2 separate regions of the Mus musculus genome follow, and region 2 is linked to region 1. A link is a contact called in public promoter capture Hi-C data. All regions are on one chromosome and are shown on one strand. The core of a region is the stretch at or near the end of the contact, and the rest is flanking DNA. Distances in the headings are between cores, read along the strand shown.

What was found. Promoter capture Hi-C pulls out the DNA fragments that hold promoters and counts their contacts.
Region 2: a promoter capture Hi-C map of pre-B cells shows a contact between it and region 1, with 4 times the contacts expected there. The contact joins the promoter of Chst10 here to the promoter of Ankrd39 in region 1. A contact is called at or near these places in 1 of 39 promoter capture datasets (pre-B cells) and 1 of 115 datasets of contacts at active chromatin or transcription factors (astrocytes).

Annotation. Positions count from the first base shown.
Region 1 is chr1:36,544,439-36,551,758 of GRCm38.p6, forward strand. Ankrd39 (ankyrin repeat domain 39) reads right to left here and starts at 2,814. Exons shown (of 4, transcript NM_026241.4): 1 at 2,648-2,814. The coding sequence starts at 2,747. It overlaps Sema4c (sema domain, immunoglobulin domain (Ig), transmembrane domain (TM) and short cytoplasmic domain, (semaphorin) 4C), which reads right to left. Exons shown (of 15, transcript NM_001126047.3): 12 at 7,288-7,320; 13 at 6,230-6,390; 14 at 6,068-6,138; 15 at 4,201-5,930. The coding sequence ends at 5,101.
Region 2 is chr1:38,894,437-38,901,756 of GRCm38.p6, forward strand. Chst10 (carbohydrate sulfotransferase 10) reads right to left here and starts at 3,724. Exons shown (of 7, transcript NM_145142.2): 1 at 3,454-3,724; 2 at 1,501-1,620. The coding sequence starts at 1,522. Gm51581 reads left to right here and starts at 2,174. Exons shown (of 3, transcript XM_030243909.1): 1 at 2,174-2,219; 2 at 2,966-3,197; 3 at 3,281-4,514. The coding sequence starts at 2,174. The coding sequence ends at 3,914.

The DNA.
Region 1 (7,320 bases), core at 1,564-4,063:
CACAGTGAGACCCTGTCTCAAAAAATCAAAACAAGGGGGCTGGAGAGATGGCTCAATGGTTAAGAGCACTGACTGCTCTTCCTAAGGTCCTGAGTTCAAATCCCGCAACCTCATGGTGGCTCCCAAACATCCATAATGAGATCTGATGCCCTCTTCTGATGCGTCTGAAGACAGCTACAGTGTACTTAGATATAATAAATAAATTTTTTAAAAAAATCTAAAAAAAAAAAAAAAATCAAAACAACAACAACCAGAGCTGGAGAGCCGGAGAGGAGCTGGTTCAGGAACTGTTGCTCTGATGAAACTCATTCTTCAGAAGACCTGGGTTTGATTCCTAGCACCCATAAGGTGGCTCACAACCATCTGTAACTCCAGCTTCAGGGGATCCAATCTCCTGTCCAGGCATATGCATAGTGCATACATACAGGCAAAACAGTCATATACGTTAAACATGTGTGTGCATATATAATTTGTATATATAAATAATTATATTTTTGTTTATTTTTTTACTTGTGATATATATACACACACATACACATATATATCTGTAATCAAAGAGATGGCTGTATAATTTGTATATATATAATTATATATACTGTATATTTTTTACTTGTGATATATATATATATGTATATGTATATATATATGTAATCAAAGATGTAATCAAAGAGATGGCTCAGTAGTCAAGAGTAGTTAGTTGCTAGGGCCAGGCAGTAATGGTGCACACCTTCATCCCAGCACCAGGGAAGCAGAAACAGATGGCACTTTGTGAGTTCGAGGCCAGCTTGATCTACAAAATGAGTTCCAGGACAGCCAGAGTTATATAGTGAGACCCTGTGGTTGTGGGGTGGGGAGAGATGGACCAACAAAACAAAACATAGCACACATACATACACAAAGAAAGTCACCAAAACAGATTTAATTCAAAACTAAAAAAATAAATAAATAAACCCCATGCTTTACAGAAAAAAAAAATTCACATAATAGGTATCTTTATCACATGTGAAAAATAAATAAAAGAATAAGCTGATAAAATTGCAGCAGGTGATAACAAACAATTTCTGAGACAAAGTGTCTAACATGCTCTGCCTTGAACTGGCCTTGAACTGTGACCTTCCCGTCTCAGCCTTTGAGTCAGTCCAAACTGCTACAAAGAGAGCAAAGCATTAAGGTAACAGGGTAACCAGAGTGGAAATGCCAGGGCTTTGAATACCACAAGGTTTCTTCCTCCACACAGGAAGGGCTGACATTTTGAGGCAGATCATGTCTGTTGTGGGGAGCCAACCTGTGCGGGTCAGATTAGCTGTGACACACAAAAATATCTCTAGACCTAAACTGGGCATAATTGTCCCCAGGTTGAGGACTCTCTAAGGAAGGGGGGTCCCTGAAGAAGTGCCATAGAACTGAATGCTGGCGGGAAAGCCTCAGTCAGCCTGAAGCGGACTAACAAACAAAACAGACCATGTCATCGGACAGAGGGCTTGCATATTTTAGAAACATAAGGGTGATGGCTGCAAGGGTGAGAACCATAAAGAGGTACAGAAACACAACAGTCAGTCTGGCTTGGGGAACTAAACGCAATAGGAGGCGCTGGAGAGGCGGCTCAGTTAAGAGTTCTGTCTGCACCAGGCCGGTGGTGGCGCACGCCTTTAATCCCAGCACTCAGGAGGCAGAGGCAGGCGGATTTTTGAGTTCGAGGCCAGCCTGGTCTACAAAGTGAGTTCCAGGACAGCCAGGGCTATACAGAGAAGCCCTGTCTCAAAAAAAAAAAAAAAAAAGAGAGAGAGAGAGAGAGAGAGAGCGCTCTGGCTGCTCTGCAAAGGACCAGGGTTGTTTCTCAGCTGGTCACATCTGTAACTGCCAATTCCAGGGAATCTGAAGCCCTATTCTGGCCTCCAGGAGCTAAATGCACATAAATAGTCTTTAAATTAAAAAAAGCGTAAATGTAATCATCTCATTTGTTATTTTCTAAAGGTACAGCGGAGAAAACACTTCAAGAGGAGGAAGCGGGGAGTCCTATTATGTCCCTAGTCCAAAAGATGGGGGTAGCAGAGGTGTAGAGAAACGCCGCCCGCTAGGAAGCCATTCCTATGGTAACCATCAAGTGTTCCGTATCATCAGCCCTACACTGATGACAACCTTGCTACAACTGCACAAACTACCTGTTCCTGGGGATAACATGGTAACCGGCACAGAAGAACAGGGACCACTGCTAATAGCAAAATCTCTGTATGATTTTGGACAAAACAGTCACACCCCTGCGCTCCACAGTAAATCTTTCGAGATCACTGTCATTGCTAAAACTTGTACACTCACACCCGAGAGCAGCAAGGGCCAGCTGCCCTGACCTCCCCGGTGGATACGAACCACCAACTGCAGATTCTTTCCCTAGCTCCTCTGTCACCTGACCAGGCTGTCTCCTAGCTGGGTTGGTCTCCAGACCCAGTTCAGAAACCAATGCCTCAATTTACCCGTCCGCACTCGAGACGGAGTAGTCGAGGGGCTTCCTGCCACGCTTTGAAGCCAGCCTTCCTGCACCAGGCCCGGAAGCTCCAAACACGGTTCGAGGCCTCCTTCAGTCCACGTTCCCGGAGATGGGGCTGGAGATTGCCCGCCGCCGGCAACGCGGCCGCCTCACCCCTCTCACCCCTGTCGAAGTCCATCTCCTCCAGCGTCTGCTGTACCCCGGGCACCGCACTAGGGTGAGAGCAGCAGGAGCCATCCGCGCAAAGGTGCGGCGCCGCCATCCCGGCGGCCGGGACTGCAGCCAAGCGCTCCTACGAAATGCCCACCCCTCCGTCCCAGGTTGACCACTCGACGTCCGTAGTTGACCTTCGAGTCCCGCCTCCTCGCCCCAGGCCAACCAATCCTGCATTTAGACCTTAGCTTAGCAACCAATGAAAGTGGTGAGGTGTGGCTGGATAGACTGAGCCTTGCTGCTTTGCTACCACGGGAGGGCGCCCAAGGCTAACTAAGCACAAGGAAGAGCAAAGGCTCGGGAATCCGTTGAGCTCCCCGGGAGGAGGCAGGACAGTTCGTGCAGCCTCGCCTTGTAGGGTGAGGGGACCAGGCAGCTTGGCCTGTCTGGTAGTGTTTATGTCGCATTCGCCAGAACCGAGGCCTCGCAGGTTCCCCAGGGCACAAGGACTCTAGACGCGGCCCATAGTCCCTCTCTCATCTCCCAAGCATCACTTGAGCTGTAGGCCATCCATGGTCAGATCAGTGACCCGCCAGAAAGCTACTAACACTCTGACCCTCGTTCTTTAGCAATCCATCAGGAAGCAGGTGGCCTGAGGGCAAGGACCTGGTAGACCACCTTTGTGCTTAAGCCTCTGCCCACTCAGTGGGCGCTGGTTGCCAACACCCACTGGGCAGACAACTGAGCTAAGGGAAACACACTCAAGTATTTCCCAGCCTCTTCTGACCCACACTCAGGGAAACAGCAGCCTGCTCAAGGGTCATCCAAGTGTATGGGGGGTGGGGGGTGGGGTGGCAGCTAAGGGTGGGCAGAGAGCTCACTGTGGTCTCTGTTCCTATGTACCGGTTAGATTGATCTAAACCAGGTGTGTCCAAATTGCAGCCAACAACAGCATCAAATTTAGCACAACACAAAATCTTAAAATGTCTTTTTTTTTTCCTCCTTCCTATTTTCCTTCTCGAAATCCGATTGGCAGGCAGCTCTCATTAAGGGCGCTCAGAAATGAATCCAGGCTGGGCCTGTTGTTTTTCCCAGGAACATCTGGGCCTACACCACTCCCTCACTAAGACAAGGGCTTGATACTGACTGGGTGGCAATAGGGGACTATCCCTACCCAGATAGGACATTCGAGACTAGCATTCTTCCCCTCCCACGGAGCTTGTCCTAATCTCCATCTTTATAAAGACACTGTCCACACAACTTGAGAAGCCTCTCCTTCAGCCCCTGACTCCCTGCTCACCCTCCCTATAGTTCTGGGAAGACCGTCTCCTTCTCCTCCTCTTCCCGAACGCTCTGCCTTGTTTCCCTGTGGCACCAGGCCAAGTCCAGCTCCCAAGCAGAGTAGCCCTGCTCTGGCTCCCAGTCCCATAGGCATCACTGTGGGAAAACACTTGAGTCTCAGCTGGCCCCTCCAGAGATGCACGGACAGGCATTAAGACCATGATGGCCCAGACCAAAGGATGAGTCCCTCTTAGGTCAATAAGTGGGTTTGAGTCAAAATATCTGTGTGGCAGGGTTAAATTTCATTTTCTCCATTTTATTTGTCAATATAAAAATACTCAAATATTTACAACAAATAAATATGTGGGGACACAATAAGTTACACTGTTAGCCCTTTTCCCAGAGCAGGGAGAGGATAGGCCAGTATCCATAGCATGCCCACCTCCTCCCTTCCCTCCCCCAACAACCCTTCCCAGCCCTGTCAGAAGAGCGCAAATATAAAATACCACCGAACCCGGAGGGCAAGTGGGAGGCCCTGCCCACCCCTCCCCCTGAAGCAGGAGGTTCCATCTCCACCCCCAACCCCCGCCCTGAAAACATTCACAGCCCTAGGAGCAGGGCTAGGCCCACCCCCGAGTCCCGCACTCCCCCAAAAGGGGTACAACACCCTGTCCTTCCCTTCCCCGTATGTACATCACTGCCCCAAAGCTTGGGACAGCTGGGGGTAGGAGAAGCAAAGTGCTATGACCCCCTTCCCCTTCATAGCTCCAAAGACTCAACCAGGAGGACCCCAGGCCAAGGGAAGACGTGATAGAGACAGGAAAGTTACAACACACACACACACACACACACATTCTTCCACATGCATACCAACACATATATGCACAAACACGCCCACATCTTGAAACCTCTTCCTTGCAAAGTTTTGGCTGCTGGGGTCCCACATGTCTCAAATTCACAGAGGAGGGTGTGTCTCCTGTGAGGCTGAAGTCCTGGTGAGCCACACCAAGTGGCAGTGCCCATGCTGAGCAGGTCCTCACGGCCGGGCAAATGCTGGGCAGTGTCTGTCCCAGGCAGAGCAAGTGCCCCTGCCATGTCCCTGAGGTAGCTGGTGCCTGTGCAAAAGTTAAGAGTGCACCTCCCATGAGACCCCCCCCCGCCAATGAGGTGGGGGGGTCCCCTCATACTGAAGACTCCTCTGGGTTGGAGTCAGGCAGCGGCTGGCGCTGTTGTAGTTTCCGTCGTAATTCATCCGCGAGCTCAGGCAGTGGGTGCCCAGATCCTCCTCGGTCCTCTCCGCCCAACTGTAAACGCACATAACCATTGGCATTTGAGTTCCGACCACCTCCTAGGTGGAGCCGAGTTGGAGAAGGCAGAGGCTGGCCAGGTATGCCAGGAGGTGGGGAAGGGGGCCCACCCCCAGGCTGGCACCGGGCGTGACCAGGCACAATCTTGAGAGAGCCATCCGAATAGTAGTACCCGACAGGATCCCAAAGTTTCTCATCAGTTTCGGGGCCAGGACGGAAGGGGGGACTGGCAGGCTCCTTGGGCAGTTCCAAGGGGTACACCAGTGTCCTCTCAGATGCCTTGGCACCCTTTTCTAGCTCTTCTCGAAGTCGCCGGCGGAGCGATAGGACCAGCAGCAGCAGCACCAGGCACACAGCCCCCAGGGCCACCACAGCGAGCCACACGAGCCCCAGGTTTTCCAAGGGAGCCCGTGCCTCCAGTGTCACCGACGAGCCGGCCACGACAGCAACAAGGTAGCTTTCTGCAGCCAGTCTTGTCCCCTGCTCCTCTGAATAGCAACGATAGGGTCCAGAGTGACGGGACTGTGCGGCCATCACCACCAGCGCCTGGAGTCCCGTGTCATAAAGAAAGGAGCCAGGTTGTTCTGCAGGCAGGTCCTGGCTTCCGAAGGTCCAGTGGGCATGGGCCAAATTGGACGAGAGGTGGCAGGGTAGGACCAGGTCTGTGCCTGACACAACGGTGATGTTCTTGGGAATAGATCTGACTGCAGAGGCAGAAATGAGAGAGAACCCAGTGTTAATGCAGGAACCCCAGGTCCCACAGTGAGAGGTGATAAACTAACTCTGGCTGTGATCCAGGGGCCCATCCTCAAAATGAGGGAACAAAAGGAAAACAGCTCACCTTTTTTAATGCCATACTGGTTACACATCTTTGAAGTGTCCAAGTTCGCCACATGTTGGACCAGAAAGGACCTGGTAGGGAAGAGAAGTGGCATCAGAGATCCAACTCCAATCACCTTAGCCTCCCCCTCCTGGCCCTGGCACTCAGAGACGACTGACTCACCCCGAGCGACCACTGGTGGTGGCCACACAGCGGCTGGTGTTGACATTCCAGGCACAGTAAGGGTCCCTGGCCAGGACACAGTCTACACAGAAACGGTACTTTGTGCAGTCGGCCAGAGACAGCTGAACCAGCTGAGAGCGGGAGCCAGCAAAGAGCACCTTCTACAGTAAAACAAAGCACAGGGTAAGCCACACCACGCCTCGGGGTGATGGCTGAGATTTGTTCAGAGAGCATAAACATACTAGGTCCCCCAAGGAAGAAAAAGGCAGCGGAAGAAAAATCCAGGCCAGAGGAACAATTTTGATGAGGGCTTACGACAAGCCATCAAAATCCTAATCACTTTACAGACATGACCTTCTTAGACAGGGACGGACGGCAGACCCGTGAGGCTGAGGCGTACGCTCACTTGCTCACACTCGGGCCAGGAAACTCAGTTTCCCCCGGCCCCCGGAGCCAGCACAGTGACAGCAGTGCCTATGGAAGGTGGGGTTCCTCTGTTTGAATGGTGACTGCCAATCTGCATGCTTGCTCAGCCCCACAATTCCCTTGCTGCCATCTCATTATTCAGCGTTGTAGGGAGCAACTTTGAGTCATAGTAGCTGGTAAAGGGCAAGCAAATCAGAATCCAGAGGGTGATGCGAATATGAGTTTTGCATAAAGGTGTTAAAAAAAGAAAGAAAGAAAGAAAAGAAAAAACGTGAACACTTAAATGAGCCCGGAGACTGAGGGCCTGGCTCAGACACCCACTAGGGACTCAAAGAAATCGGATGTCTCTGTTGCTTGGGTACCAAAACATCTTGACCGAGAAGAGACTGCAGATAGAGCTGCAGCCCCACTTGGAAGGAGTTTGCCAAGGCTGGATTCTGGGAATGGGGGCCCCACAGGGACTGGCTCTATAAGAGAACCTTCAGAGGACAGGTTCTGGCCACCTTAGATCTCTTACTTCTGGGAACTCGAGAGCTACATGAGCCCAACTATGGATGGCATAGAGCCTGGGCGCCAGATAGACAATGGAGCAGAGAACAGAGAGGGAGGTGCGTGTGGCCCAGTCTTACTACCTTGCTCTGAGACAGCACCAGACTTTCCACTGG
Region 2 (7,320 bases), core at 2,474-4,973, 2.4 Mb after region 1:
CAGCAGACTGTTGCTTGCCCCCTAACCCCAGCATCTCCCTCTAAGCTTGAATACATTTTTATCACCCCAATTGATCCGCGGCTCCTTTTCACATCCTACCAGGGCTCTGAGGACTTCTGGTACATACCACCAGCTCTTCACTCAGTAAGGGGCAGGCCTGCCATGCACTGCAGCTCCCGTTCAATGCAGCTTCTTTGCCTTAGTGCTGTGTGACTCCCAATTCTTTGATGTCAGCCTTTAAAAATGCACAGATTGGACCAGTGAGGTGGTTCAGGGTTAAATGTGATCAACAGGCCTGAAGACCTGAGTTCAATCCTTGGGAGTCACACGTTGGAAGAAAAGACTGGCTCCCAGAAGTTGTCCTTTGACCTCCACATGCTGTGTCTTGCCACATATATACTTGTAAAGACACACACACACACACACACACACACACACACACTCAGAGGCACAGATTCCTGAGAGCACACACGCATGCACGGGGTATGTGCAAAATAAATAAGGTAAAAGCGTGCACCAATTACAAACACCAGAAAAGAACAATCCTCCAGCCCTGAACATTTTCATACCAAGACCACATGCAGATCTCAGCTCCCTGTTTATAACGAATCCAACTAAACACCTGGGTGGGAAAAAAACAACTGAACCTGCATCTTTGAATGCATACTCGGCTATAAGAAAGCTAATTTTGATTACAAACAAAAAACTGGCGACAGGAGAAATGGAGCAAATGAGGGAGAGGTGAATGGGAAGTCTAGGTTCTAGAATTCTGAAAACTACAAGGAGGTCAGTGTCCCTTGTAAGCCTCGGGCAGTTGTGGAAGAGGTGGAGGCCGGGTCCTTACTCCACCACACCTCTGACTCCACAGTTACAATGCTGAACTTTGGCAGCACGTCCAGATAGATCCAAAGGAAACCTCACACAACCTGGTAATACCAAGGAGCTGCTAGGCTTGGAGGGACCCTGGGGAGGAGAGAACCAGACCTGAGGCCAGAACAAGGGGATATTACCCGCCCTCCCATACTTTTCAATTTTGAATTGTGACGTAGCAACAAATTTATCAAACTACAACTTATTAAGGCACAGAACAGTGTATGCATGTGTCTACATCGAGAGTTCTATCACAGGCCATTGAGCTTCTAAATTCACAGTGCATGATCTTCTGGACCGTAGTTCAGAATTCCCCTCTGTCTTCTCCACTGCCGTCCTCCCAACCCTGCCTTAGAAGGATGCGCTTGTCCTTGGTTAGCAGAAGAAAACATCCTAACTCTGTCCAGTGAGAGATACAAGAGTGGTGGAGGCAGAAGCTTGGAGTAAGGGAGAGTGTCCAGAGACTGTACATCGGGTATGAAGCCAGCACTAGCTGCAATGCACGCCATTTCAGGAACCATTTCTGAGTGTGTGCATACACAGCCATCAGCAGGGGCTTATGTCCCTGAGATGTCTAAATCGGAGAGACAGGAGGCACTACAGATATTGAAAAGCCATGATCTTAAATACCTGATGGGTTCACATTTTCCATCACGGACCATCTGCGGCCTGGGTTTGGAGGCGTCACATTGCCAAGCTGGACTTGTTCCTCTTGAGGTTTATGGTCCCTCTGTCACTGTGTGGGATGGTCTGAAATAACAGTGAGAATTCAAGGCCATCCTCGGCTGCACAGCTTGCAGTCAGAACGGGCTGCATAAACCCCATCTCAAAAACAAAAGACCAAAACCACCCCTCAAAGTTAGGTCAATTTTCTTAATATAACTTAGTTTCTATGGGAAACAGTCAGTTGGAATATTCATGCATATTTTCTAGAACAGGTTCCTCACAAAAAGCAGGTAGCGTCTGTATTTCTTGATAAGCAAGAATGTATTTCAAATGTGGCATAAGAGCCAGCTATTTAAGAACCATCTCTGTGATTCAGTAAGAAAATTAAAATTATTAATGAAATATATTTTATCATGAATAATCCAATTCCACTGTTTTATTTGCTAAATGTTGGGTAAATAATTTTTTATACAGAACCATGAGTTATTCCAATGACAGATACACTCTGGGTTCTGTCAAGCCTTAGCATCTGGCAGATTCTAGACAAACGTCACTTGATAAATGAATAATGGAATAAACGTCAACCTGGTGGCATTAGAGAAATCATAGGTAGGGCTGTTGGCACAATAAACAAACAATGGCCTTTATTCTAAAACAGGAAAACCTCAGTATTAAAATTAATGGTAAGTTCGCCTCACATAGCTTAAGCAATTCCAGACTGTGTGATGAGAAAACTGTCTGGTTCAGAAGATCTCAAGTTCAGGGTCTTATATAGTCAGTCCTCTCTCCCCACCGTACTCCTGGCTCTCTCCTAATTCTTCAAAACGGACCCAAATATTACTGCAAGTGGCACAGAATACTTGCAAGTGTTTTCTGATGCTCTTTGTTCAACTTTGCAAAAACAAAACAAACAAACAAACAAACAAAACTCTATTTTCCTTTCCGGGAGGGGGCGGCTTTCTTGGGAATTTCTTCTGTTCTTGAGGGTCAAGAGCAAACATGTGAAGATTTTTCTTTTCATCTTGAAACTCCAATTCTGCTTTAAGATAAACTATGTCCTAATTATCCTGGGGACCACTGAAGGTAGAAAGTCATTTCTCTCTTTGTGTCTTTTCTTTTTAACCCAGTCACTTAGAAAAGATGAAGTCGTGGCTAGTGATCAGCAAGCGGGAACGAAGCTGAGCTGTCTCACTTTAAGAATGTCTCAAGACATATCCTGCTCTGGCAGTTCCAATAGACCAGCGCAAAAACCCAACTCCTTGTGGCTAACCAGAACCTGCCTGGCTGAGCTACTTTGTATTCACTGCCCTGCCCTTTCCTGCCTTGAATAGACTTGGAGAACGAAAAAGCACCAGCTTTTGGAAAACCTGTTTCATCTTTCCAGCCAGAAAGTGCAGTAATTGATGCCTAGACCTCCAACTTCTGACAGACCTCTTGGTGAAGGTATGGGCCAGCAAGCAGGACCTGCTCGCAGGCAGAACTCCTTCCCCTAGCGCCCCGGGAGCCGCGCTCAACCGTGCGCTCCTTCGCAAAGGCTGCACAGGTTCCTCCCTCCAGTCCTCCTTCCCAGCACGCTCCTGGGACCCAAGTGGGAAAACATTCTCCTCTTTCCACCCCACCCCACATTTACAAACGCAAGTCTCCATCCCAGGGTGGCAAAGGTAGACGATGGATGGTTCAAGTATCATCGATTCCATTCATCACTGCATCCAGCACAAGGACGCCGCCTCGTTGCATAATTAAGTGATGAAGGCTCTTCCCAGGAATCTCTCCATCCAGGGACGTCTTTAAGTCGCCACAGCACACACCGAGGTAGCTCGCTGAGGAAAACCGAGTCCACCACCCTTCTGTCTACCCGGCAAAGGGGTGGGGGACAGCACTTCATTGAGACCCGCCACCCCCGAGTTCCCAGCTCACCCTCGTACATCGGCGCTCGCGCTCCTCCCAGCCGCTGGCGCTCTGCTCGGGCCTCGCGGGGCCTGTGGGCGTCCCCGGAGCCCCGGAGGCGGGCTCTGCCCAGACCTCCGCACCGCTACCCGCCTACCCTCCTGCAGGGTGCAGGGGTGCAGCCACGCCGGAAGGAGGAAGCCGGGCGCGTGCGAGCTTCGGGGTGCAAGACCGCCGCCCACTGCCGCCCGGGAGTGTGGGCCTGGTCCTGCGCGTCGTCGCCGCCACCGCTGTGCACGCGCGCGCGCGTCCACGTTGCAGGAAGCCAGGAGGACGCACCGCGCACCCACCATCCCAGGCCTCCTGGTCCCCATTGGCCTGTGGAGAAATTGTACAGATGCAGCAACCCAGCCGCACCGCGCAGAAAACACCTTGGAGAAGGCAAAGGAAATCCAAAACTTAGGAAAACGCAACAATGTCAACGACAATGAAACACATAAGTAGATCAACAATCATTCTTTAAAAAAAAAAATTTTTTTTGACCTGAGGAAAGGTCAGATCGCTTGAGCTTTGGTATAGTACAAATCTTTATTCTTCCTTAGTTATTTGCATTTGTTTCTATTCTGTTTTATTTTGTTTTTTCTTTTTTAAAAGACCATGCCTCAATGGAGTGCAGGCTTACCTGTAACTCACTCCGAAGCTCAGGTTGGACTCCAGCGTGAGGCAATCCTCCTTTCTCAGCCTCAGGGATGCAGGGCATGGTAAATGCTAGGTACCACACCTTCCTCTATCCATAGATTTTTTAAAATTACTTTTATTATTTTTATGTTTGCATCTCTGTGTGGGTGTGTATACTTGAATATAGGGCCCACAGAGTCAGGAAAAGTGTGGGATCCCTTCCAGCAAGACTTAAGAGGGAATTGTGAGTTACTCAGTGTGGGTGCTAGGAACTGAACTCAGGTCCTCTGCAAAGGTGGTACCACCTCTTAACTGCTGTGCCATCTCTCCAGCCCCATTCATAGTTTCTTAACAACCCTGATTGGTTACCTGGGCATGGTGGCTCACTTTAATCCCAGTATAGGGAGGCAGAGGTAGGCAAATTCTTGAGTTCTAGTCCAGCCTGGTCTACAGAGCAACTTCCACCAGGTCTACACAGAGAATGTCTCTCTCTCTCTCTCTCTCTCTCTCTCTCTCTCTCTCTCTCCACACACACACACACACACACACACACACACACAGAGAGAGAGAGAGAGAGAGAGAGAGAGAGAGAGAGAGAGAACTGGTTAAGAAATGTCTGGAGAAAAACTTTTACAAACTGGCAGGGTTGGTTTCTCAGTGAACTTATCTCAGTCAGAAGGAGTCATCTGCAGACAGGAAGCCTCCCCAGGAACACAACACAGACAGTGAATGGGGAGTAGACCCCATTATCTCCAAGGCTGTTCTCCTGCCCAGGAGTACTGGGCCAGGCTCCGAGAAGACAGCTTCTGTGTGATTCAGAAGTCCAGTTTCTGTACGTTTCACTCAGAAGCTGTGACTTTTAAAAGGCCCAATTTATGAAGATTATGACTGACTTTTGTCCTGACAATGGCTGGCCAGCCCTTGCCCACCTCACCTCCTGACTCCTCAGTCCCTCCCTCATCTTGCCACCCCTCCTCTGTTCCCCCAGAACTTCTGGTGGGTCTTCCTCAGCTGGCCTCCTACCATCAGGCTTTTCCTGAGCCTTGACCTGTCTCTTACCTTCCCCCCACCCTGAGCCAGTCTCTTCCACATCCATTCACTTCAGACAGACAGGAGCCTCTCAGCTCTGCCCAATCAGGCTTAATTTCTGAGTATAAAAGGGGATCCAGCCAAGGCCACATTGGCAAATTCCTTGTGAGTTCTCTGCATCTCTGTCTGCCTCAATAAAGATTTGCTAGCTTTTCTCTACTGTCCTGTCCTTGCTGGTCATTCTTTGCAATGTTAAATGGGATCCACTGGCTCTGAGTGGCATGGGTGGCTGTTGAGTCTCTAGGTCCTTAATTCTTTGAGGTAAGCCTGCCTGAACCAAGAAGCAGGCTCTGTCTCATTCAAAGATCCCAGTGAGACCTGAGCTCATGTTTGACTTGAGTCAGGACATTAAAAGACAGCCTCTGTCTGACACCGCTGGGTATAAGATGACTCAGCTCCATGGTCCACTCAGCCTTGCAGTTCCTGCTACAGTTGTATCTCCATACTGTCTTGTTGTGGGTTAAGAGTCCTATAGTTTAGCTAACAGATTCTTCTAAAAACAAGAGCAGTAGACAGTTCTCCACTACACACCATATTCTCACAGGAGAGAGGCTGTCCTCTAGGAAGCGTGATAGGTCCTGTGGTCTGTGGTGTTTTAGAGCCATTACTTTTGCTGTGACAAAATAATAATAATAATAATAATAATAATAATAATAATAATAATAAAGCAACTTAGGGCCTCCTGCTAGCACCAGCAGAATGGACTCCTGAAAGGTGACCCAGCTGCTGCCCACTTCTGCAAAGTCCACCTGTTGCGCTTCCCAATTCCTGTGAACAACAGGCTACAGCAGGAGCCATTCAGACAATTGTTTTCAAATGAACAGGAACCATCCATGAAGCTGATTCAATGAAGGGAGATCCCTGGAGATCCCCAATGGCTTCCCTCACCACACATCCACAGTGAAGTTCCTCACTCCTGCAACCACTCCAACATCTGCCTGGCCATCCCCAAACAAGTGGTCTGACCTGTCTGTTACCAGGACCATCTTTCTCCCTAAGCAGAGCACACTAAGAGAACACAACCTTGACAACCCCTTGAACATGTTCTGCTAAGTGCTGGGGAAATCCATGGCTCCGAGGACGTACCGGCAAGAAATCTACTCAGAGCACAGCACCAGTTCCGAGCCTGACTCAAGCTGCTGAGACTCTCTTTTGTGGAGCCATTTTATCTCCTGCTTGATTTATATGTGAGAGTCTGTACCTTGAACTGTGTTTTTATAAAATTAAGTCTAGTTGAACCCTCAGCAGTGTATGGAAAATAAGTGTATTGTACCAAAAAAAAAAAAAAAAAAGCAACGAATTAAAAGAGTGTAGAGGTTTCGATGGGTAGAAATATTCGGGAAGGATTAGGAGGTGTGGCTTTCTTGGAGGAGGTGTGTCACTGAGGGTGGGCTTTGGGGTTTCAAAGCCCACATCATTCTCAGTTATTTCTCTCTCTGTGTATTTGTGGATCAGACATCAGCTCTCAGCTACTGCCTACCTGCCTACCTGCTGCCATGTCCCCAGACATGATGGTCATGGACTCTAATTCTATGGCACTGTGGGTTCCCAATTAAATGCTTTATATATTACAAGTTGTCTGGTCACTATGTTTTATCATGGCAATAGAAACATAACTAAGACAAGGAAAACGGCTTTGTGTTGACTTATCATTCCAGAGAGACGGAATGCATCCCAGCAGGAGAAACTCGAGGTCAGCTGGTCATCCTCCTCAGCCTCAGTGGTCTGGAAGCAGAGAGAGGATGAAGTCAGGGGTGCTTCCTTGGGCTCATTGCCCTTTTTTATGCTTATAGAGTTCAGGACCCAAACCCAGAGAACTGTGTGCATTCCAATGGGCAAGTCTCTCTCCCCAAAAAAACTCCCCCCCCATGCGCCCCAATTAACATGATCAAGACAATCCTCTATAGACCTACCAACAAGCCAACAGAGCTTAATAATTCTTCACAGAGACCCTTTTCCCAGATTTTTGTCACTCTGACAAAAACTAGCCGTACAGATGAGAAGTACACAGGAATCCTACCTCAAGGCAAAGGGTGGAGGTTGTCTGGAGGCCATGCATGTCTGTGTAAACACCTCTTCTGGAGCTGGCTCTTGGGCCCAGGACATCATGTGATCACCTCAAAGGCATCT